Regions from separate parts of the Mus musculus genome. Here all the other regions are linked to region 3. Evidence: chromatin contacts called from public HiChIP or PLAC-seq and Micro-C data. All regions are on one chromosome and are shown on one strand. The core of a region is the stretch at or near the end of the contact, and the rest is flanking DNA. Distances in the headings are between cores, read along the strand shown. Region 1 has its middle 88 kb from the start of Gm36865. Region 2 overlaps Gm36865 (a long non-coding RNA gene). Region 3 overlaps Rgma (repulsive guidance molecule family member A). Region 4 has its middle 12 kb from the start of Gm36865. Region 5 has its middle 120 kb from the start of Gm36865. Region 6 has its middle 240 kb from the start of Gm36865.

Region 1 (3,600 bases), core at 411-2,910, 660 kb before region 3:
TAGAATCTGTACCCAGAGGGAGGGGGAAGGGAAGGGGGAAGAAGACATTCAGTGTTGACCTCTACCATGTGCATAGGCACCATATACACATGCATTTAACACAAACATGCACAGTGAGGTAAAGTAAAATATAAGTCATATTTAAAGACTTGGTCCTAGACTTAATATTAGTACCTGCTTGTTCTCAGCTTACATTAACAGAAATTCTAAGATTCTGCAGAACACAGCTCATCTATGAGAAAGGATATCTTTTTGTCTTTTAACTTAAAATACATTTCAAGTTCTCTCTGACAAGATGGCCCTGCTTCTTCCAAGAGACTGGGAGCTTGTCTTGCCTTGGGTACACGGCTACTGTATGTGGCTAGCCCTCTGAACTTCTGGTCTCTACCGCCATTACCACAGTGCCGCTTACAAGGGAAGTCTTCTCTTCCAGAGCTTGATGAGAAGCGACCCTCCCAGCTCTATTTCACCTTAGCACAGGGTCTCAGCCCAGTGGCTCATGGATCTGAACCCTAATTTCTACATTTCCAAAGGGATAGCAGCCCACTGTGGAGGTCTACACGGTGTTCTCTTAGCAGACATTGAATGCAGAATACAAAAGTGCTCCTTTCTCTGTATGATTGTCTTGTGCTGCTTCAATTACATAAGGTTAACCATCATCAAAAAATATCAACTGGAAAAAATACAGAAATAAGTAATCCATAAGCTTTAAATCACTGATACCTCCGTATAGTCAGATAATATTATTAGATTCTGTTGTAAATTCCTTATAGTGGCTGTCTTATAGACTAAGTGTAAACCCAGACATGTATGTGTAGGGAAACACGCAGTACCTACTGGTTTGCTACTATCCAGGACTTCAGATATCCATTGGGAATTGCAGAACATGAACCCCAGGAACAAGAGGGAACCACTAGGGTTCATCTCATTCGGGCCCAGCAGGGCTTCCCCTGTAGTCTCTCTGGCCAGGCAGCAGCTGAACAAGCATGGAAATAAAGGCCAGCGGCACACCTCAGAGCTGGAGGAAGCTTTCTTGTCTTTTCTAAGGACTATAGAGGAACTTCGCTCCATCACCAGCAGGGCACAGGGCCCACACAGTGTGAGTGTCTCTGTGCGAGAGTGCATGTATGCCTAAATGCAGTGTTCTCTGTCTAAAACTATCTCTACGTGTTCCATCCGTTTGGGGCTAATACATAGAGAAAACCGTGAAGGCCAACATTGCAGGAAAAGTTCATATACATTAGAACCACGTGACCCCATGACTCACTGAATCAGCACAAAGAGAGGAACAGCCACCCCTCTGGGGCCTTCCTTGTGGTGCTCCTGCCAATCTGAGGCGGGCAGCACAGAGAATAAAAACTTCTCAGCATGTTTCCTAGTAATGATTGTCCAGAGAAGCCATTCCTTCGTAATAATCTTATTAAGGGAAGGGAGGATATGTTTTTGTCTCCCCTTTGTGAAGAGCAATTTATTTTTATGGATAGTAGAGGAAATAAATTCCTCTGAAATGGTTCCTTGGTGGATCGGGGTCCACGCAGCTCATTCTGCGTTTATAGATAAGCTAAAGGTCAATTGAATGTTACGTGTTTATGGTGTGCGCATGTTTAGGCCTGCATAGCACAGTGTCAGAGAGAGCAAGCTGGCTCTTTCAGCTGTTGTTCTAGCTACCTCTGGAGACCGGCGTGAGGGGAGAGTTTTGTGCCAGAGGCTGTCAGGGGAAAGAGCTATCAATCATCTGTCATGAGGCATTTACTTTGCTTGTGGGGTTTAATGTCCTGTAGGAGACGTAAATGTGTCGCCTTTGTCACCGCAGAAAATATACAGATGATTTTTCAGACACAGATTTGACAGCTTCTAAAGAAATAGCATATGGGTCTCTGAATATTGGCTTACTCTTCTCTCCCTGAGGCTATTCACACACACACACACACACACACACACAAATGTGTGTGTGCACATTAGATTAGTATGTGTGCAGGCGTGTGCATGTCTATGAGGGCCAGAGGACAACCTCAATCGGCCTTCTTTATTGCTACCTACTTCTTTTTAAAACTCTTTTTTTTTTTTTTACATTTATTCTTCTATTCGTGTTTGTGTGTGGTTATTTTTCTATGTGTGCTCTCATGCAGGCAGGCATGCCACGGCGCACATGTGGAAGTCAGAGGATGACATTTGGAAGTTGCTTTTCTTCTTTGACCCTGGGGCTGCTGGGCAGTCAATCACAGGTCATCAGGTTTGGTGGCAAGTACTGTTACTTGCCATCTCACCTGAGTCATCTCGCTGTCCCTGCTCCAACCTCCTTGAGCTCAGGAAGCAGACGAGTCTGGCTGGCCAGTGATCCAGGGATATGTCTCTTTGCCTCCTCATCACTAGAATTATGAGCCTAGCATAGGCTACTGAGCCCAGACCTTAAAAAAAAAAAAATGGGAGGATTCAAGGAAAGATCTGAGGAAGGAACTCAGGTCCTTATGAATTTTTAGGACTCATCTGGCCTGGAGTTTATTAAATATAAAAGAAGAGAGAAACCAGTCCTGTGTCTACTCTAGACAATAGACAGTCTTTAATCTCAGATCCTCTCTAGTCACGCATGGTGTAAAATCACAGATGCCTCTCTGTTGCATATGCCTTTATGCTCCTAACCACATTTTTCCGTTTATTCAACAAATATTGAGTTACAGACAACTGTAACTCAGACAGCTGAAAGTGCATACTAGAGCCAGAGAGGACCCTATACTGAATTTTTTTACCCTCTACTCTAGACAGGAGAGAAAACTGGAAAAAAAAAAAAAAAAGAAAAGAAAAGAAAGAAAGAGGTGTATGTTTCAGGTCAAATTGTTAGTTATTGAGTCTAATAGCAGAAGAAACCAGAAAGATCCTTTTTACTGAATATGTACCCATAACAGACCAGACCATGAACTGGGCATCCAAATACAAGATTTTCCTTACTATCCTTGGCAATATCTTTACCGCCATCTTTTATGGTGAGAAAGCCAATATCCAAAAAGCTGTTCCCAGTAATAGGTAGTTTGCTGCAAGTAAGAAGTTATAAGCATATGTTGATTCTCCCAGTGTTCTCAACTAGGGGCATCCTCCTGCCTCCACCCCAGCTTCTCTGACTGCAGAAGCAATGGGAGAGGTTCCCTCAGGAGCTACTTTACCTGATAAGGGGAGTCCTTTCAGAAGCTTGTATTGCCCTGAGCTTCTTCCTTCCTGTTACTTTAGCAAGGAATATTAACTCACAGGGAGAAAAGCTAGAATTAAGCCCATGCTCAGAACCTGGGAAACTTTGCCCTGGCCAATTGTCTGTTTTTTCCCTCCATTATCCTTAGTTAACCTAAATTGCTACCATGAGGAGGGGGACACAAGCTGTGATAATGGCTACTCACTCCATTCTCATTCTTGATGTTATCCACCCGACCCTGCCCTTCATATAATGAATTTGCTTTCACTTCCTCTGGTTAATCCATTGTCAGTTTATGTCCCACAGACTTGATTTTGTAAGTTTCAGACGGTAAAAGAGAATCCCACATTCCTCCTATAAAGTGAAACTAGTTCTATTCAGAGCATTGGATTCCAAACTCTTGGAAACTTTCTGCTTTC
Region 2 (3,167 bases), core at 361-2,860, 630 kb before region 3:
CACACACACTCCCCTACTCACCCACTCCCACTTTTTGGCCCTGGCGTTCCCCTGTACTGGGCATATAAAGTTTGCAAGTCCAATGGGCCTCTCTTTCCAGTGATGGCCGACTAGGCCATCTTTTGATACATATGCAGCTAGAGTCAAGAGCTCCGGGGTACATATAGCTCTCTCTTGTGAGACTATGCCGGGGCCTAGCAAACACAGAAGTGGATGCTCACAGTCAGCTATTGGATGGATCACAGGGCCCCCAATGGAGGAGCTAGAGAAAGTACCCAAGGAGCTAAACCCTACAGGTGGACTTCTTATTTGGGCCTCTGGGTCGCTGAAGGCTGAAATGGAGCTCTAGTCTGTTGATGAAGAATCTCTCAAAATATGATGAGTTTGGTTGCAGGGTTAGCAAACAAATGAGCTTGGGGAGCCGAACCCACAAACACCTGCATTTCTGTGTAAGCAACACAGACATGAGTGTGGAGGAAAACACAGCTAAAGCAATAAAGATGTCTAAAACCACATGCCAGAGAAAGAAATTGGAAAGGTAACTCAAATATTATGTTTGCTGCTTAGAAGGAAAGTGGAAGGTCAGACTTGAAGATGAGAATGTCAGAACCCAGAGTCCATCCTGCTTTCCAAAAGGGTCTAGACCAAGGGTTGTATGCATTTAGAGCACTGTAAACATATTCAGAGAAATCTAGAGGGCAATAAGAAAGGTAAAGCAGGGAAGGTGGGCATAAAATAAATAGGTGTGATGAACTTATGCTGAGGACTAGTGTGGTTCAGTCCCACCTCTGTTCAGCTAGCAGAAAATAAACTCTTCCTTACAATTCCTTCCCGGGAGCAGTTGAAGAGAGCAGGTGACCTAACCCAGCATCCTTCTGGCCAACATTGCCTTTCAACACTAATGCACCTGTACTTATGAGCTCAATGTCACTTCTGCAGGAATCTCATGCTACAGAAGACAGAAAGAAAAGCCTATGAAATAGATCCTGAAAAATGCCCTAATACAAATAAAAACATGGAACTCATTATTGCCAAATATGACTTTTTAGACCGGTACCTCAAATGGCCTTGATTTCTGCATAGCAAAGCAATTTGTTAATAGTACAGACCTCTTCTCTGCTAGATAGTCAGTTCTCTTGATTCCATATAGTAACACAGATAAGCATATGGAAAAGATATTGCCTAAAAGTTGATAATTAGGAGGATCCTGGGATGAGACTCACTTACTCTCTCTGATGTTATCATTGAGAAATTATACAGAAAAAGAGCAATGGTCACTAGATTGACTGAGTCCTCTCTTGGCCATTCTTTTCTGTTAGAATGTATCCAGTCACAATAATGATCAGAAAGAACCATGGCTTCTTGGGCTTTCTGATATGAGCCTCTGTGATGGTTAATCTATCTCTATTACCAGCTGGAGATCAAGAAATGTGTGTGAGGGGTGTATGTGTGTGTGTGTGTGTGTGTGTGTGTGTGTGTGTGTGTGTGTGTGTGTGAGAGAGAGAATGTGTTTGACAGCCATCTATTGCTTATGCACTTAGTCCCTTGAATACATTCACTTTCTATAAGCCTTATTTTTCAAAGAAACTAGAAGACAAATGTTACTAGGATTTAAATGGTAATGTGGGCATGGATTGCACAGTCATTGCACAGCTGCACCTGGGTCTCCCGGGTTACAATACCCGTGTGTGTGTGTGTGTGTGTGTGTGTGTGTGTGTGTGTGTGTCTGTGTGTGTGTGTCTGTGTGTAATGGGGACATGTTGGGGAAGAAAGGTGAAAATATCTGCAAAGAACAAATGCAACAAACCCCCATCTCTTCTGCTTTTCTCTCAAAGGATGAGCTTAAGAGACTAAGTTTTCCCTGCCCACAGCAGCCTGCCCTTGCTTCTCCATGTTATTGGGCTCTCAAGAAGTAGCATACTCCATAGCAACCCCTCGCCTGGCCTGGGAAGAGGCCTGTACTGAATACTAAAGCCCCTGACTGGCAGCATGCATTATTCATCCTAATCATCCTTTCTGTTGTTAATGGCCTGTAAATAGTTGCTTCTGACAAGAACATTTAACACCAGCACCTAAGGGGAGGCAGGGGAGGGGAGAGAATGCAGATCATGAGAGATGAGCCTTGGGAACTGTCTGAGGCTGACTTATGACAGCAGGATGCTGGGCTGCAGAGGCTGACAAGGAGGCTAGGAGTCCAGGAAGCACTGGGGAGAGTCAAGCCCACGGGGCAGCAGACAAGACAAACTGCAGTGATGCATTGTGGGATGTTACTGTGTGGACATTAAAGGTCCTCCAAAGTTCCATATGCTAAAGGCTTAGTCGCCAGCCATGTGGTGCTTTGGGGAGGTGGTGAGCAGGCCCAGAAGGGGATGTTGGAAACCTGCTCCTATTCTTCTTTCCTTCCGCCCTCTCCCCAGCCCCAACCTCCCTGTTCTCCTCTCTTCCCTCCATCTTTCTCTTTCTCTTCTCTTCCTTTGCCCTCTGCCTCTACCTTTCCCTTTATTCCCCTCCTCCACACCCCCTCTTTCTTCCTCTTCCCACCCTACCTCTCCTCCCTTTCTCTCTTTCTACGTCCCCTTTCCCCCTCCTTCCCACGAGGTGAGGAACTTTGTGCAGCCAAATACTCTCACCATGATATCCTGCCTCACCACAAGCCATAGGACCAAACGACCATGGGCTAAAACCATTGACTCTGTGAGCCAAAATATACCCTTTGTTCTTTTAAGTTTATTCTGTCTAGTATTTTGTTCCAGTTCTAGAAACATAACTCAAGGTTAGCAGAGATGTGTGCAAAAATTGCCTGTGGAGATACCCGGTCCTTATCTGCAGCGCCTTCAGAACCCCTCCCTCTCTTGCTTCCTCTCACCTCTCTTGAGCTCCTGACAAACTGGATTTCTGTTTTCATTTCATCTCCTATGGCCCACAGAATCTGTCACCATCTGTGCCCAGAGGGAAAGGACCCACTTACTGGGTGCTGCATCTCTAAACAGGGTTTTCTAACCCTTAGTTTCTCCCTTCAGCTTTAGAATGTATTTATCCTCACCTTGTTCATGAGAATTGAATGGGAAAATGTAAGTAAACCTCATGATAAATACTCAGAAGATATCTGATAATAAGGTTCTACCCTTGCCCATTTTTCTGACCTAGGACTTAGAAATGGTCCCCAC
Region 3 (3,535 bases), core at 195-2,694:
CCTGGGAAAACCTTTCTTACCTCCCTTACCACTCGTGCCCAGGGCTGTTTTATTTCTCCCCCAAAGCAGGATGTTCCTGGGGTGAGGACCTTGTCCCTTTGCTTGACCCCCTATGGGCCCGTTACCCAGGCGTGCTCTCAGCCTTCGGTTGATAGGCAGCCTATGCCCTCCCACTATAGGGCGGAGTCAGGGCTTTCCACGCCCACCCTTCTTGCTCAAGCGCTGTTTCTCCACGGCTCCTGTGGGAGCTGGGGAGGGTGGCCTGTTTGGAAAGCTGAGGTGTGCCCTTCTCCTTGGCAGTCAGTCATCAAGGGTGCTTGCAACAACTTGGCATGTGTGGAGGCTGAGGCAGGGCAGCCTTGGCAGGGTGTGACGGAGGAGGCAGTACTGTCCTGCCCCCGGCTCTAGGAGTGGCACTTAGCCACTTCTGTCCACGCTGGGTAGGCAGTGAGTTCACCCTCCAGGGCCCGGCCCCCCAACAATTTTGCCTTCTCTTCCTGGGTCACCTGAGGTTTTCCCCAAAGCTCCCTTTTGCTCTCAGCCTTGTCCCCCTGACCAGACTCGGAAGGAAGCACGTACAATTCCCAGTAGAGCTAACGGGTGGGAAACACATTGCCATAAAGTGGCGGTTCTGGGGCCCTTAGGCTGCCTGGCCCTGGAATGTCACCCAGGAGCGGTGATCCCTTCTAGGATCTGCAGTGATAGATTAAGTGAGGCAGGCTACGCAGCACCTGGGAAAAAATCCAGTCTGCTGGGTGTGTCCCTCTCAGGATCTGGGGCCAAACACCTGGGTGTTTACGCCAGGATGATTGAGTGAAATTCTTGCAGGAGCGGCGCCAACAGGGAGCCTCGGGCATCTGTCCTTGTCCCGTAACACCCCCACTCCATCCCCACGCCCACCAAGATTCATTACTGTGGGACTAGAATAAGCAGGAGACCCCTACTTAGTGCCCTTCCCCTACCTCCTTCAGGATGCTGATGCGACCCGTTTCCAGAATCCTATCTAAGGTCTGCTTCCCGCACTAGGTGGACAGTGAGGAAAGGGACACGGAGACTTCAGACTTCAGGGTTGGCCCCTCCCCGAGGCAGGCAGACTTATAGAAGATTCCTTCCACCCGCCTGTGTCCTAACTGAAGCTATTGCCTCTTAAGTCCTACTGTTCACTAAGATAGAGCACCGGTGCTGGGGCTGCCTGCCGCTGGGGCTTTCTTTCGGAGCTCGTCACTGGCTGAGGTCATCTTGCAGGTGCTTCATTCCTAGGCTTGCCAGGAAGGTGAACTCCCCTCCCCCTCCCAAGGGCGGTTCCACCGAGGGAGCTAAGCTTGGGAACCGTAAGGTTCCAAAAGGCCGAGGCACACAGCAGGACACCGCTTACACTTCAGAGTGCCAAGTGACAAAGGGAACAGAAAGAGCTTGCTGAGCTTACAGTACCTCAGAGCCACTCACATGCAAAGAAGCTAGAGGCCGGAGGAGAGCAGAAGGGTGGTGGGAACGCCAGCAGTGGCGACTCCAGGGACACCTTTCCTTTTTCATCTAGTGCCCCCTGGTGGCAGAATCTATCAGGATGCCAGCCGATTAGCGGGCGTGGGGGCTGGGAGGGGGACGGGACGATTCCTGTTGCACCGGCAAAGGGCAGTGATTTGAAGTTGGGCAATAGCTGCCTCTTGAGAGTCTTCACTGATAAGGCCATGCCTCCATCCAGACTTAGATGAAACATTCCAGAATTCGTTAAGGCCAGCCCCACCTAAGCACAGAGTGTGTTCCGAGAACGGCGTCCATCACAGTTCCCAGCGCACATCAGGAGCCAGATCTCCGAGCAAGTAAATCAGTTCAGACAGTCGCTGTGCAGGCAGAGTTGGAAACGTCTTGACCCTGGAGCTTATGTTCCAAGGGATACTTACCTCTTTAAGAGAAGGCAAGGCTGTCTCCCTCCCGTAGTACCCTGCCCCTCCCCTAGGCCTCTGAAACCTGATCTAATCCCTTTGCACGCGGGTAATTTATTGGTCTATTGGGCTTTTCTTGGTGGCAAATTACATTGTCTTTATTCCTAGGCTCTGGCCCCGGAGTGCCTCGAGGAATTCCTAAGACTCCTTTCTCATGGTTGATCCTTCACACCCCCTCTGGGCCCCGGCAAAATAAGTTTTATTGGGATGCTTTGTCATGCAAACAGGGTGGTAATAAGCAGGCTATTATTCCGAAAGATTGGGCTTGATTAACAGCTCAAAGGAGGACTTGAGAACAAACGGATCTGTTGCTGTACTAGCAGAGCAGATTTTTTTTTCCTTATCATGCGGGTCCATTTAGTATTCTGAGATCCTGCTTTGACTTTCTGCCTCCCAGAGGGGTTGCCATCCACCGAAAAGTAATGACATCTGAGCCTGAGCCATGTGGCTCAATCCAATTGGGAGGCACTGTGGAGCTCTACCTTTAAAATGTGAGTGGCCAGCTATGAGCGCATACATGCTCCCTGAACCCTGGATACATGGGAGACCCAGGGTTCCACCAGACAGAGTTGGACACAGGTGGGGTTGGGCGGGGCGCGGTGTACGCATGACATCTGAAGTCTCAAAAGATGCTTTCAGTGTGAGTGCTGTTCTCGGAACACACTCTATGCTTAGGCGGGGCTAGCCTTACAAATTCTGGAATGTTGCATGATGGTATCAGCAAAGATTATCAAGAGGTGCAATTCACCGGGTAGTGTGAGAGTCAACAGGGACCCAAGAAGCTTCCTCAGCCCCACAGTGATTAGAAATAGAAGAACTGAGTGAGAGAAAGACAGAATCAAGATGAGGAGGGCCTGTTTATGGGAGATTGATGGACCGATGCGGGAAAGATGTGTCCTGTAGCCACCTTCCTGAGGCCCTGAATGAAGCTGGCCAGGTTACTCAAGGCTCCCAGAGGAGCAGCTGCCAGAGAAGGTAGCACGGAGAAGGAAGCCTGGGGCACCTCTGTGTATATCAGATACCGAAAGTGGGGTGGGGCCATTACATTTTAGCCTAGATCTGGGGGGTTCTACAGGAGGGCACGGAAAGAACTCCCCGAGAAGCAGCTGGAAGCATCCGGGACAGGAAGCACCCTTTCTGCCCTAGCGATTTTAGGACATGTTCAGGGGGTTCCTGTGGGTGAGTCCAGACAGGGCCACCGTTTCTGCAGGCCTATGGACTCTCTTGGTCCAGATATCATTCTCAAGATTATAGCTGAAGATTGGAGGGTTAATGATAGTTCAAGACAAACAGTGCCTTCGGCTGAGCTTGTGAAGGGGGCCAAGATCCGTGAGGCACCTTTGTACTTAGATGAGGTAATTCTCCAGGTCCCAGGTCGTGAGAGTCAAAGGGGACCCCAGGAGGTTCCTCAGCCCCAGAATGATTAGAAATAGAAAAACAGGGTTGCTGAATGGCTCAGAAGGGTGAAGGGGCTTGCCACCAATACTAACCACCTGAGTTAGTCCCACAACCCACGTGGTAGGAGACCGATTCCTACAGGCTGTTCTCAAACCTCCACATACGTGCTATGGGATATACACGTGCACACATCC
Region 4 (3,223 bases), core at 434-2,933, 560 kb before region 3:
ATACAGACAATGGCAATGGGGGAGAAGCTAGCCAGCTGCACACACTTTACCTTCTTGAACACACTAGCCAGTAGAAGTGGGTGGGTTTGAAGTGGGTGTATTAATTACAGGAATTTAGATGAATAACTCTTGAAACTAAATAACTAATAGCTGAAGGTGATCTAGTGACAAGCTGTGTTTTCCCACATAGATACATCTCATTTTGTCTCTCCCCTAACCATCTCTTGGAGGGTATTAACCAACAGCTCACTCACAGGAACAAACAACTCTATCTCTGAGCTGCAAACCCCAGCAAGCTGTGTGCACTTTATGCAAAGGTAAGAGGTTGTAAACATGCCAGGTACCAACCTTCCATCGTTGTGATCATGAATACAATTGTTTTGGCAGCCTCTTGAATGACCCAAGATTTAAAGAGCACCTGGAGATGAGCAGGTATACCATCAGGAAGGTACAACCCAAGAAAACCTGTACAACTCCAGCCTACCCCTCTAGGCTCCGACACTGGGGTGCATCCCGCACAGAACTCCAGACTGTTCTTCTAGAAAACCAACAAAGTCAAGGCTCTTTTTCAGTTTTCAGATAAGAATTTTAGATGCAGAGCATTTTCTTTGAGGGAAGCATCCCCTGCATCAGGGAGAAGTCAGACTGCTGCACTGAAGTGGGTACAGAAAAGGAGATAATTTCCTGGGGACTGAGAAAGCCTAGGTATGCTTCCTGACCTCTGTGATGTACACAGCTCTCTTTGTCCAGGGTAGGAGAGAATGGTGAATATCAGGAAACACAAAGAAGAACCGATTCTCAGATTATTGGATACCAAATGTAATTGCTAAAACTAATCTTGTAACTTAGACAAGCGAGCAGCTTACACCAACATCTGCAGTGGGGAATTTCTGTCTTCATTTTCCTTACTATATAAATACCGATAAGGAACCAGCTGCTTTCTCTATGGCTAACGGCAACATTATTATAGTCCTATAATCTAGGGTCAAGGAGAAACTGTCCCTGGTCCTCCGGGACCTTATTATGTCCTTGGCTTTGTAGAACAGCACAATTTTATAATTTTTCTTTTGGACAAAAAGAAAACGCACCAGCTTTTAGAATAATGCAAATTTTATGTGAGGAATTTGGCCAAGAAAAATATCCAGGGAAAACCCTGCCTAGATTCCAAGTACAGTTGAACAAAAGAAAAGAAAGAAGAAGAAAAGAAAAACACCATAACCTATGTGACCTTAATACAAAATGCAAAAGGATGGCACATCTTAAAGTAAAAAAATAGAAAAAAGAAAGGAAGGGAGGGAGGGAGGGAGGGAGGGAGGGAGGGAGGAAGCTGTCTAACATGCAGTTTATTTGTTCATGTTGCTAATTAAGGCTATATAGACAGTGGCCTTAAAAGTATGGCATTCCTTGAAAAGGGGAGAGAAATGATGCCTGACCCTCAGGATAGCCAATGAGTGGACCAAATGTGCTCTGATTATGTGTGCAATTACCCAAAAGTTTGTTATTGCAAAATTGAATTCTTTCCTGCCGAAGTCCAACGCTAAGTAATTAAGTGCAGAACTGTGCTTGGTCTCATCACAGCACAAAATAGCAGAGGTCATGGAAAGTGTTGTGCTCCCCTGCCATTAATATTCCGCTGGTGTTGGAATAGATTAGCAGCAGAGCACAGCAGGTTAGGATTGCCTGATTCTGTTCAGCCCCACATAATGAACGCGAGGAGAGTGTCTTGAATGTCTAATGTCAGTCACCGAGCAGAAGGGGACAAAATCCTCCTGCCTGCTCCCAGGGCTTTGAAAGAACTGTTTATCTCATGAATTTTCACTCACTAATAATCATACCTACTGCTGTAAATTGCTAATAATTGTCAGGCTAAATGAACTCAGCTTTTCTCCCTTGACAACTCCCCCTTTTATGTGCTGTCATGGAGCCTCCTCATCATACCTTTTTTGTCTATGGAAATCCAGCTCTGTCTGCCTGCCAGGGGGATTCAGGTCCATCTCCACGTTAATGCTTCTCAATACTCACCTCTCCTGAGCACAGGCTTGTCCCTCTTGAGTATAGTCCTCAGGTGTGTTGAAGGCACATGCTTGTCCCTCTTGAGTATAGTCCTCAGGCGTGTTGAAGGCACATGCTTGTCCCTCTGGAGTATAGTCCTCAGGTGTGTTGAAGGCACATGCTTGTCCCTCTGGAGTATAGTCCTCAGGTGTGTTGAAGGCACATGCTTGTCCCTCTTGAATATAGTCCTCAGGTGTGTTGAAGGCACATGCTTGTCCCTCTTGAGTATAGTCCTCAGGTGTGTTGATTTTCACTTCTTTTTATTTGATTCAGTTTTTAACTTATTAGTGTTTATTAACCATACTAGTGGTAATGTGATATATTTCTATACCACCCTTTCCCATCGTCTCCACCCTCCTCAAATTGTAGTGAAAACTACGACACTTCTGCTTTCACGTTGACATTTCTAGCTTCTGCATATGAAGAAGAACAGGCGGGCCACCTTTTGCTGTGGCTGCTAATTTCACTCCATGCCCTCCAGTTCCTGTCATTTAGCTATGAATGACAAGCTTATGTTCTTCATGTTTGCATAATCCAGCAGTGTGTGTGCACGTGTGTGTGTGTGTATTCACACATTCACAGGGTGGGTCACAGGTGCACATGAGTACACAAACACACTGCTTTCTTTCTCCAACCAATTGTTGTTAGACACCTAGGCTGATTCTGTACCTTGGCTTTTGCAAACAGAGTGTCAGATGGACCTTTCCAGGCTGATGACAAAAGTCCATAGCCATTTGCAACACCTCTTCTATGTATTATTATATATAAAGGGAGGACAGACATACAGACAGAGAAACAGAGACAGGGAGAGACAGAGACAGAGAGATAATACACTTAATTAAGGGATGGAAAAGAAAGAAGGATACTTGCTCCAAGATGAAAGACTGATCTATCTGACTGCTCAATGAATAGGGAGGTGCTGTAGGCACCTTTTGATGAGCATTTACGTGGGACATAAATATCTTTACACCGTTTGCCAATTCCAATAAATCTATCCACATAGTTCTTCCCCAAATGTCATTCTCACCAATTCTTTGTTCAGACCCTTTCCAAGTCCCCGACCATTCATGCAGTCCACTGACTACAGCCATGACTCAGTGAACAATTGTATATCTGGCCATATCCCTTCCAAAAAAAAATGTATGATCACGCGCATTGCCTCAAGTTCTGC
Region 5 (3,249 bases), core at 206-2,705, 700 kb before region 3:
ACACTGCTTAATGAGTCCAATCTATAGACAAGAGTTTGAAGGCCTTATTGCCAGGCTAGAAACAAGAAACCATGAATTTAAAAGCAATTATTTTTATAGCAATGGTAAAGACTGAAGATTCAAGGAAGTCATAATGGATTCTAGAGAATTATGAAGCAAGAGCTACCTGACGGCCTCTGAAACTGGGGGCAGTAGTCTATTTTTCTCTAACCTCAAACTGACAACAAGTCAATGGCTCACTGAGAGGAAATGATGTAAACATATTTGGTTGAAAGCCATAGTGTGTTATTATCCAGCAATGAAATATTAAGTACTGCTGTGATCATATGGATGACTCCCCAAAACAGCAGCCAGGCAGGCACCGGACAGACTTTTGTCATGAAGGCTTTGTCCCGCTTGTCTGAGATATTTTCCAGAAGCAAATCTTTTGCATTCTCTAGCCACCAAAATGCAGAAATATAATCAAGAAATATCTTGGTCTTCCTTCTAATCTTGAGACTGACATCTCCTTTTGTAGGAGGGTACAGCCATGGGAACCCCAGGGCACATCAGACTGCATCCTCCTTTCTGAACCTGCAATTGCAGGAGACAGTTAAGATATTTTGTCTACAAAATTACTAGTAGAAGTTTGCTTACTAGGGGCCTCAGAACCCTACATGATATTGTACTGAATATAGACCTTGTTGGAATCACGCGTGGCTATCTCATTCTGAAAAGTCACGGGAGATTGACCCCAATTGTCGCATGCTGTCAGAAAGATACTCTTCTGAATGGTCTATGGAAAGGCATATGTTAAGATTACAAATTAGATGATGGTTTTGTGTTCAGAGAGGGGAAGAAAATGTGAGCATTGGTTTCTAGTAGCTTGTAGATGTAGAGTTTTGCCAGTGAGCTGGTCAACATTACCTCCAATTGTATTAGTGCCATATAATCTTGAATTGCAGTGCTCTTGGGAAGACCTGGTTTGTTACCTACACTAGCCATCCAGTGCCTGAAGCCATATGGTCTCCTTTGGAGTAACAGTTGTTCGTTTTGTTGAGGATGGCAGAGGGATCAGGAAAAGCAATTACCCCGGTACATATGGAAGCCATCCCAGTCACTACAGAGCCTGTTTCTCACAGCACGTGTTCACTTCCCTTAATCATACTTTATGCTCTCCAAAAATAATGTGGAGGAAACATACATTATGTACTTAAAGATAGACCATGTGTTTTCTTTCTCTGCCAGGAGAGGAATTCCTTATTAAAATGAAAGCCTCAGGTCATCACAGGAAGCAGAAAGCTAAGAAAAATGTCTTTTCCTTTCACCCTCCCCACCAAAGCCCCCATATGTGCAGAATGGTCCCCATGGCCACTCAGCAAAACAGGTGGATGCACTTAGTATTCACACACAGGCCATTAACTGGATGCAAACCCACAGCCAGGGATTCCCTACAGCACCGTAGTACATCTGATGTAATGCTTGTAACAAACTCTGAGATTTAGTAATGTCTGTCATGACGTATGGAAGCCAAAAGACCAAGAGGTGGGCTATATTCCTATCTGCATCCCAAGCTTCTCACTTCAGTCACAGATTGTTGCAATAAATGTGTCAAACAAATGCAATTACAAAGAACTACGTCTTTTCTGCAAAATCTTAGGCCGGTGGTACCCACCATTGGGCACGACCATCACCTAAGTCTTCGCTAAAACATAAAGGTGTCCAAGATTTTCCCCTGATGCAAGACACCAGCTGCCTGATGAAGTAGCCTTTCAACATATTTAGTTCATATTGAGAAAGGATGTTTAAGAACTGCAATTTTTAATAATACATATCTGTCTTAGTCCATTCATACAGCTATCGCAAAATAAAAATAGAGACTGAGTCATCTATAACAGTGGAGTCATCTATAAACAGTGGAGTTTTATTTATTACAAGTTATGTGGGGAGGGATTCCAGGGGCAATGCTCCAGCAGATTCTGAGCCTGGTACAGGATCAGTTTCTCTTTCCTAGATGGCATCTTGTGACTGAGTCCTCCGGGGAATACTGGTGCAGTGGCCTTGTGTGGTGGAAAGCAGATGGGCAAAAGCCAGAAGGAAATAGCTTCTCCACACCTGTCTATGAGGTGCTAATCATGATCCAGTCATCTGTCAAAGGGCCCATCGTAAAGCTGCCATGTTGCTGGAGAAGCTTAAATAGGTGAGTTTATAAGTCACATTAAACTATAGTGATGTCTTCTCTGGTCCATAAAACCCATATTAAAGAAGATTGTTGGTCAAGTAATAGAAAAACATCTTAATTTAAATCAATTTTCAAAATAGATGACAGAAATATAAGGAATGGTTTTGAAATTTAGAATTTTAAAACATCCTTTCCTAAGTTAATTTTGGCAAAAGATTTCACAAAACTAATGAATACTCTAAATAATTTGCTTATTTCAACCTTCTTAAATTAGCAAAACTCAAGCTGAGAATTTTCAATAGATAGATAGATAGATAGACAGACAATTATAGATATATATAGAAATTAGATGGACATATAGATATAAATGATAGAGATAGATGATATAGGTAGAGAAAAATATAATGTGTGTGTGTGGAGAGAGAGAGAGAGAGAGAGAGAGAGAGAGAGAGAGAGAAGGAGGGAGGGAGGTAGAGAGAGAAGGAAAGAAAAAGAATGTATAGCACTTTCAGACCAAACAGGTTTAGTAGGTCTTCATAATATTGAACTCCATTCACCTGCAAAATTAATGTTTCAATAATAACCACTAATAACAAGTGTTGGCTTGAGACAAGATACAAAACAGCCATGTGTCAGTCAGAGTTTCTTGTTCTTTTCCATTAAAATAACTGCAACTCCTGGTAGTTGGTGCTTGCTCAATGGATGACAACCTGTATTTTTACAAGATACCAAGTCTTCCTCGTGCTGGTCTATGCTAAAGCAGTCCAGAGCACTCCAGATCCCTGAAGCAATGAACCCGGCCTGGAGGAGGAACTGAAGCCTTGTGAGTCCCCAAACAGCAGCTTGATGCCCTTTAAAAACTCTGTACATGCAACACACATGGTTAAGAGGAAGCTTGCTTGCTGGAAGTCACTTCTAATCCCCCTGATATGCCATATCTCTTTTGTAGAGAACAAAATGCATCCCCCATCACCTTTGACTTATGAATGCTGGGATGCTTAAAGATGTAGCATGGTGGGTTGAGTTGAGAGATAGGTTGTACTTCCAGATGCAAGGCAGAGGGGTTTGCCTATGAAATGAATAAAGAG
Region 6 (3,602 bases), core at 803-3,302, 810 kb before region 3:
GGCCTAGAAATCTATATTTTAGCAAAATTGGTAATGTTTATAGCAGTTTCATGAAAATACAAGTTTTTGGGGTCCTATAGCCAAAGGGTCTTAGATATATCTAGAAATCTATATTTTGGCATGATTTTTAGATAGTTCATACCTAGAGTGATATATGTATTTCAAGCTACATTTTGAGAGGTCCCAATCTGTTCTAAGTAACATTTAAATGCATGGACATTTAGATGCAGTGCTACAAAACAATCAAACAAACAAACAAATAAACCAACAGTCTGAGACATTTAGCAAGAACAATTTCCTGAATTCAAGATAAGTTTACACCTGGATTATACTATGTATTCACGGCAGGTTCCTGTCTGTGAAGCAGAAAGGAATGTATGCAGTCAAAACAAGTAAACACAAGAAATCCAGTCTAAGCAATGTGCGTTCAGCCCTTGTACTTAATTAAGCCTCCTGAAGACTCTGTATTCTCACACAGTAGAAGGGGCTGAGAAGTTCAGAGATCGCTCACACAGGACAAAACTGAGTTTGCATTCTGCCCCAACAAAGCAGCCTGTAGTGTGTTCATGTTTACCCAACACCATGGTTTCCCCAGTCACACTTCTCAGCTCTACTACAACACGTAAAGATTTCCAACAGGCAACTCCAAGTCTTAAGGTAGAGCCTGGCTGAGTAAGACTCTGGATTGCTTTCTCTAAGATATCTTTGTTATTACAGAGACAGAGCCTTCTTCAACCTACCCATTGGTCATCCTTGGCATCTCATTTTGTATCTTATGATGGAGAACTGCCATCTGGAGAGCTTTCTTTCAAGGTCTTTCTCAGACACACCACCAAAATGATTATATTTTCCATCCTGTTTTCCAGGAATCAGCAACAAGAAAAGAAAAGAAAAAAAAGTTTAAGCCCTGCTCATTCTACCCTCTAAAACAAACACTTTTTGATTATAAAGGAAGAACTAATATATCATATATATGTTATTATACATTACCATTACAATATGTTATATCATATTATATAACAAATAATAATATGTATTATTGTATATTATATTATAAACATTTCATATACATGCATATATACACATATAATCATACATGATAATTATAATTAAAGGATAATTATAATAATTATAATATAATATATAACAAAATAAAATAATATATAATAAACAATACAACATTATGTAAATTATATCTAATATATAATATATATTATTCATCATATTTTTTTTCTCTGTAGAGGAGAGAGACTGAGTAACTGAGTCTATACCTCAGATTCATGCCTCTAACTACTTCTATGCCACTAAAATACAGGGAAAGAGCATAAAAGGAAGGAGATGAAGAAGCTGGGAGAACATGAAGGCACTTTTGGATTGTGAAGCAGGATGGTCATTCAGACCTAGGTTTAACTGTTGCTTCTTTTAAAAGTGGTGCATGGGAGCAAACGTTCCCTGTTTGTCTAAATGGTCTTATGAGATTATCTGCAGGGGGCACAGACTTAGAATCCATGTAGAGACACATCCTTCTTTTCGTTTCTCAATGCCCTGTTTTGTTCCATTCCGTGGGATGGTTTCTTGAGGATCACTCATTTATGATGCTCAAGAGGACAGGGCTAATGCTGATGGCTATCATGCATTGAAACACACTCAGAAATGGCCTCCAGGACAGCTTTGATGGAGTATAACTACACAATGCTCAGGCTCCCTGCAGGCTATTTGTAAATGCAGCACAAAGCTCCAGGAGACATGGTCCTCAGAGGAGGAGGACGATTGGAACAGTACCAGGCCAGCTGCCTCTTCCCACCTCTGACTCACATACTTCCTCTCCAGGCTGGAATCTGATGTTGCCAAGACAGCTGAAAAACTCAGTAAATTTTTATTTAAATAGAAGCTAATCAAGGAGTTGAGCTTGGATATGGATTCTGATTTCTCTGCTGCTATGACTCCATGATTGCCCAACATCACCAGCCACTGCATTCTCAGCACCAAAGCCCACTCCCAGGCCCTACGCTGGCCAAGTCCAGCAGTTTTGGCTGGGCATGTCTGAGGCCAGACTTAGCAGTTCATCATGCCCAAATATGGCAAGGGTCCTAGACGGCAGAAGCATCACAGCTGGACTTGAGGTGAGTCAAGTCAAAATGCATTTCTCTTCACATGGGAAGCCATTTTATATCGTGTAGATGGTTTGGGCTGAATGTAGAGGTACTGCAGGCATGGAATAAAAATCCAAAGTAACATTTATGAAAAACATCTTATAAACTATCTCCTGAAATGACTACTGTAAAAGTTACTTTAATCCAATGAAGAAATGTAGTTTATTATTTATACATGTCATATTAAGAGCTCATTTCATTATTTTATGTATGTCCACTTTAATGCAGATTTTTAAAATTATAATTGTGTAATATCTTTTAACACTTTTTTAATCTTTTAATTTCCCCTGAGTTTATTTACCTGTATAATAATTAATATAATAATAATTATGTAATTATAGTAATAATAATAAAATGCTCACTATATAATCACAATGTGGTATACATAGTTCTCTAAGTGGACTGTATATATACAATAACAACAGTCATACCCTTTGTTAAATAGGTAGATGCCCTGTTAAGGGTTCTTAGCACATGCAGATCCAAAGCACACGAAATACAAAGGGCACAAGAAAACCTTGAGAAGTGTCTTCTATGTTCAATAATACATCCAAACTCAGAGTACATTCAATATGTGTTGTTCCTTGTACATCCATTGTGTATAAATAAAGCCATTAACACTCAGCTGCCCTGGAGCCTCTTCTACCCTCAGAACTCAGTAATTAACTTTCTCTCTGTTTGGTTTGATCCAAACTAGAAATCTCACAGGACATAAGCCCTAAATGTCAGGATCTATTTTTGAGAAGATTTGGGTGGTGAGCATTCTTTCAGGGATGCAGATGAATATGTATCAGTCATACTTCCTGGTCCTCAGATAAAGGACCCTCTCCTCCCCTGCAGTGTGACAGTGGTGACTCATCCCAAGATAGCACCACCATCCCCTTTTCATCCCAGCCTCTTGCCTGTGCCTCTTTCATATCTGATGTATCCGTTTAGGGAACTGTGCCCTTTGCCTGAGGCACTTCACACTCAGAAGTGTAATCTGTCACTAGGAATTATCTTTTTTTTTTCCAAGAAGAGGACATCTTGACAGGAAAGAAAGCAAAAGTCTTCTCATTAGAAAGAAAATATTGATTATGGTTGCCAACTTTTTTCATTCACGGGACCTTTAGCTCAGCTGAGACATCCAGTCCCTTGGATGCCTGGTTTCTAAAACTATAAATTTAACATCTCAGTTTCTGTCACACTTCGCCTGTTACTCTGAGTAGAAAGTAAGTGGGCAGATGACTCATTTGACTCATTGAGCTTGCTCACAGCAGCCTGGCAGTCATGGATGATATGAATTCCTCTTGCTCCAGTCTAGAAAGGCAGCTATGGACTAATGTGTCTTAGCTCCCAATCCTAGCTGAAATGTTCTGGAATACTATCCCAATAGTCCTGTCTAAACACACGGTCAGATTGAGAACTCAGCATTCAAAATAAATGAATCCAATGTAAGAACACTTTGAG

What was found. Hi-C and Micro-C count contacts between places; a contact is called where the count stands out from the background. HiChIP or PLAC-seq counts read pairs in DNA pulled down with a chosen protein or histone mark.
Region 1: a contact with region 3 is called in an H3K4me3 HiChIP or PLAC-seq map of neural tube, with 7 times the contacts expected there. The contact joins two enhancer-like sites. A contact is called at or near these places in 13 of 39 promoter capture datasets (the 3T3-L1 cell line, 3T3-L1-derived adipocytes, HPC-7-derived erythroid cells and 6 more), 1 of 15 datasets of contacts at CTCF or cohesin (the NIH/3T3 cell line), 3 of 484 Hi-C or Micro-C datasets (cochlea, muscle stem cells and ventricular fibroblasts), 15 of 115 datasets of contacts at active chromatin or transcription factors (the NIH/3T3 cell line, astrocytes, craniofacial prominence and 11 more) and 1 of 9 other capture datasets (embryonic stem cells).
Region 2: an H3K4me3 HiChIP or PLAC-seq map of stem cell-derived neural progenitor cells shows a contact between it and region 3, with 15 times the contacts expected there. The contact joins two enhancer-like sites. A contact is called at or near these places in 10 of 39 promoter capture datasets (the 3T3-L1 cell line, 3T3-L1-derived adipocytes, embryonic stem cells and 5 more), 1 of 15 datasets of contacts at CTCF or cohesin (the NIH/3T3 cell line) and 11 of 115 datasets of contacts at active chromatin or transcription factors (craniofacial prominence, differentiating embryonic stem cells, embryonic basal ganglia and 8 more).
Region 4: a contact with region 3 is called in a Micro-C map of stem cell-derived neurons, with 2.7 times the contacts expected there. The contact joins two enhancer-like sites. A contact is called at or near these places in 7 of 39 promoter capture datasets (the 3T3-L1 cell line, embryonic stem cells, hippocampal neurons and 2 more), 3 of 484 Hi-C or Micro-C datasets (embryonic stem cells, reprogramming fibroblasts and stem cell-derived neurons), 13 of 115 datasets of contacts at active chromatin or transcription factors (the NIH/3T3 cell line, differentiating embryonic stem cells, embryonic basal ganglia and 8 more) and 1 of 9 other capture datasets (embryonic stem cells).
Region 5: a contact with region 3 is called in an H3K4me3 HiChIP or PLAC-seq map of embryonic limb bud, with 5 times the contacts expected there. The contact joins two enhancer-like sites. A contact is called at or near these places in 9 of 39 promoter capture datasets (the 3T3-L1 cell line, 3T3-L1-derived adipocytes, hippocampal neurons and 4 more), 1 of 484 Hi-C or Micro-C datasets (embryonic fibroblasts), 14 of 115 datasets of contacts at active chromatin or transcription factors (the NIH/3T3 cell line, craniofacial prominence, differentiating embryonic stem cells and 10 more) and 1 of 9 other capture datasets (embryonic stem cells).
Region 6: an H3K27ac HiChIP or PLAC-seq map of neural progenitor cells shows a contact between it and region 3, with 7 times the contacts expected there. The contact joins two enhancer-like sites. A contact is called at or near these places in 7 of 39 promoter capture datasets (the 3T3-L1 cell line, cranial neural crest, hippocampal neurons and 2 more), 1 of 15 datasets of contacts at CTCF or cohesin (the NIH/3T3 cell line), 2 of 484 Hi-C or Micro-C datasets (cortical neurons and muscle stem cells), 12 of 115 datasets of contacts at active chromatin or transcription factors (astrocytes, craniofacial prominence, embryonic basal ganglia and 8 more) and 1 of 9 other capture datasets (embryonic stem cells).

What each region holds. Positions count from the first base shown.
Region 1 is chr7:72,736,806-72,740,405 of GRCm38.p6, forward strand. No RefSeq gene overlaps it. Among named protein-coding and RNA genes, the nearest start is that of Gm36865, 88 kb to the right of the region's middle. Within about 2 kb of position 1,661, at least 9 of the 459 cell types and tissues checked have an H3K27ac peak or open chromatin away from gene starts, as enhancers often do.
Region 2 is chr7:72,772,576-72,775,742 of GRCm38.p6, forward strand. The region is part of intron 3 of Gm36865 (a long non-coding RNA gene); the gene reads right to left. Among named protein-coding and RNA genes, the nearest start is that of Gm36865, 52 kb to the right of the region's middle. Within about 2 kb of position 1,611, at least 23 of the 459 cell types and tissues checked have an H3K27ac peak or open chromatin away from gene starts, as enhancers often do. A contact at or near this core is called in embryonic basal ganglia, embryonic forebrain and stem cell-derived neural progenitor cells, where this site is marked.
Region 3 is chr7:73,398,242-73,401,776 of GRCm38.p6, forward strand. All of the region lies in intron 2 of Rgma (repulsive guidance molecule family member A), which reads left to right. LOC115486533 (a long non-coding RNA gene) reads left to right here. Exons shown (of 2, transcript XR_003946803.1): 2 at 1-3,535. Among named protein-coding and RNA genes, the nearest start is that of A730056A06Rik, 24 kb to the left of the region's middle. Within about 2 kb of position 1,445, at least 133 of the 459 cell types and tissues checked have an H3K27ac peak or open chromatin away from gene starts, as enhancers often do. A contact at or near this core is called in astrocytes, embryonic basal ganglia, embryonic forebrain and 5 more, where this site is marked.
Region 4 is chr7:72,836,793-72,840,015 of GRCm38.p6, forward strand. No RefSeq gene overlaps it. Among named protein-coding and RNA genes, the nearest start is that of Gm36865, 12 kb to the left of the region's middle. Within about 2 kb of position 1,684, at least 12 of the 459 cell types and tissues checked have an H3K27ac peak or open chromatin away from gene starts, as enhancers often do. A contact at or near this core is called in stem cell-derived neurons, where this site is marked.
Region 5 is chr7:72,702,761-72,706,009 of GRCm38.p6, forward strand. No RefSeq gene overlaps it. Among named protein-coding and RNA genes, the nearest start is that of Gm36865, 120 kb to the right of the region's middle. Within about 2 kb of position 1,456, at least 4 of the 459 cell types and tissues checked have an H3K27ac peak or open chromatin away from gene starts, as enhancers often do. A contact at or near this core is called in embryonic limb bud, where this site is marked.
Region 6 is chr7:72,587,554-72,591,155 of GRCm38.p6, forward strand. No RefSeq gene overlaps it. Among named protein-coding and RNA genes, the nearest start is that of Gm36865, 240 kb to the right of the region's middle. Within about 2 kb of position 2,053, at least 49 of the 459 cell types and tissues checked have an H3K27ac peak or open chromatin away from gene starts, as enhancers often do. A contact at or near this core is called in astrocytes, muscle stem cells and neural progenitor cells, where this site is marked.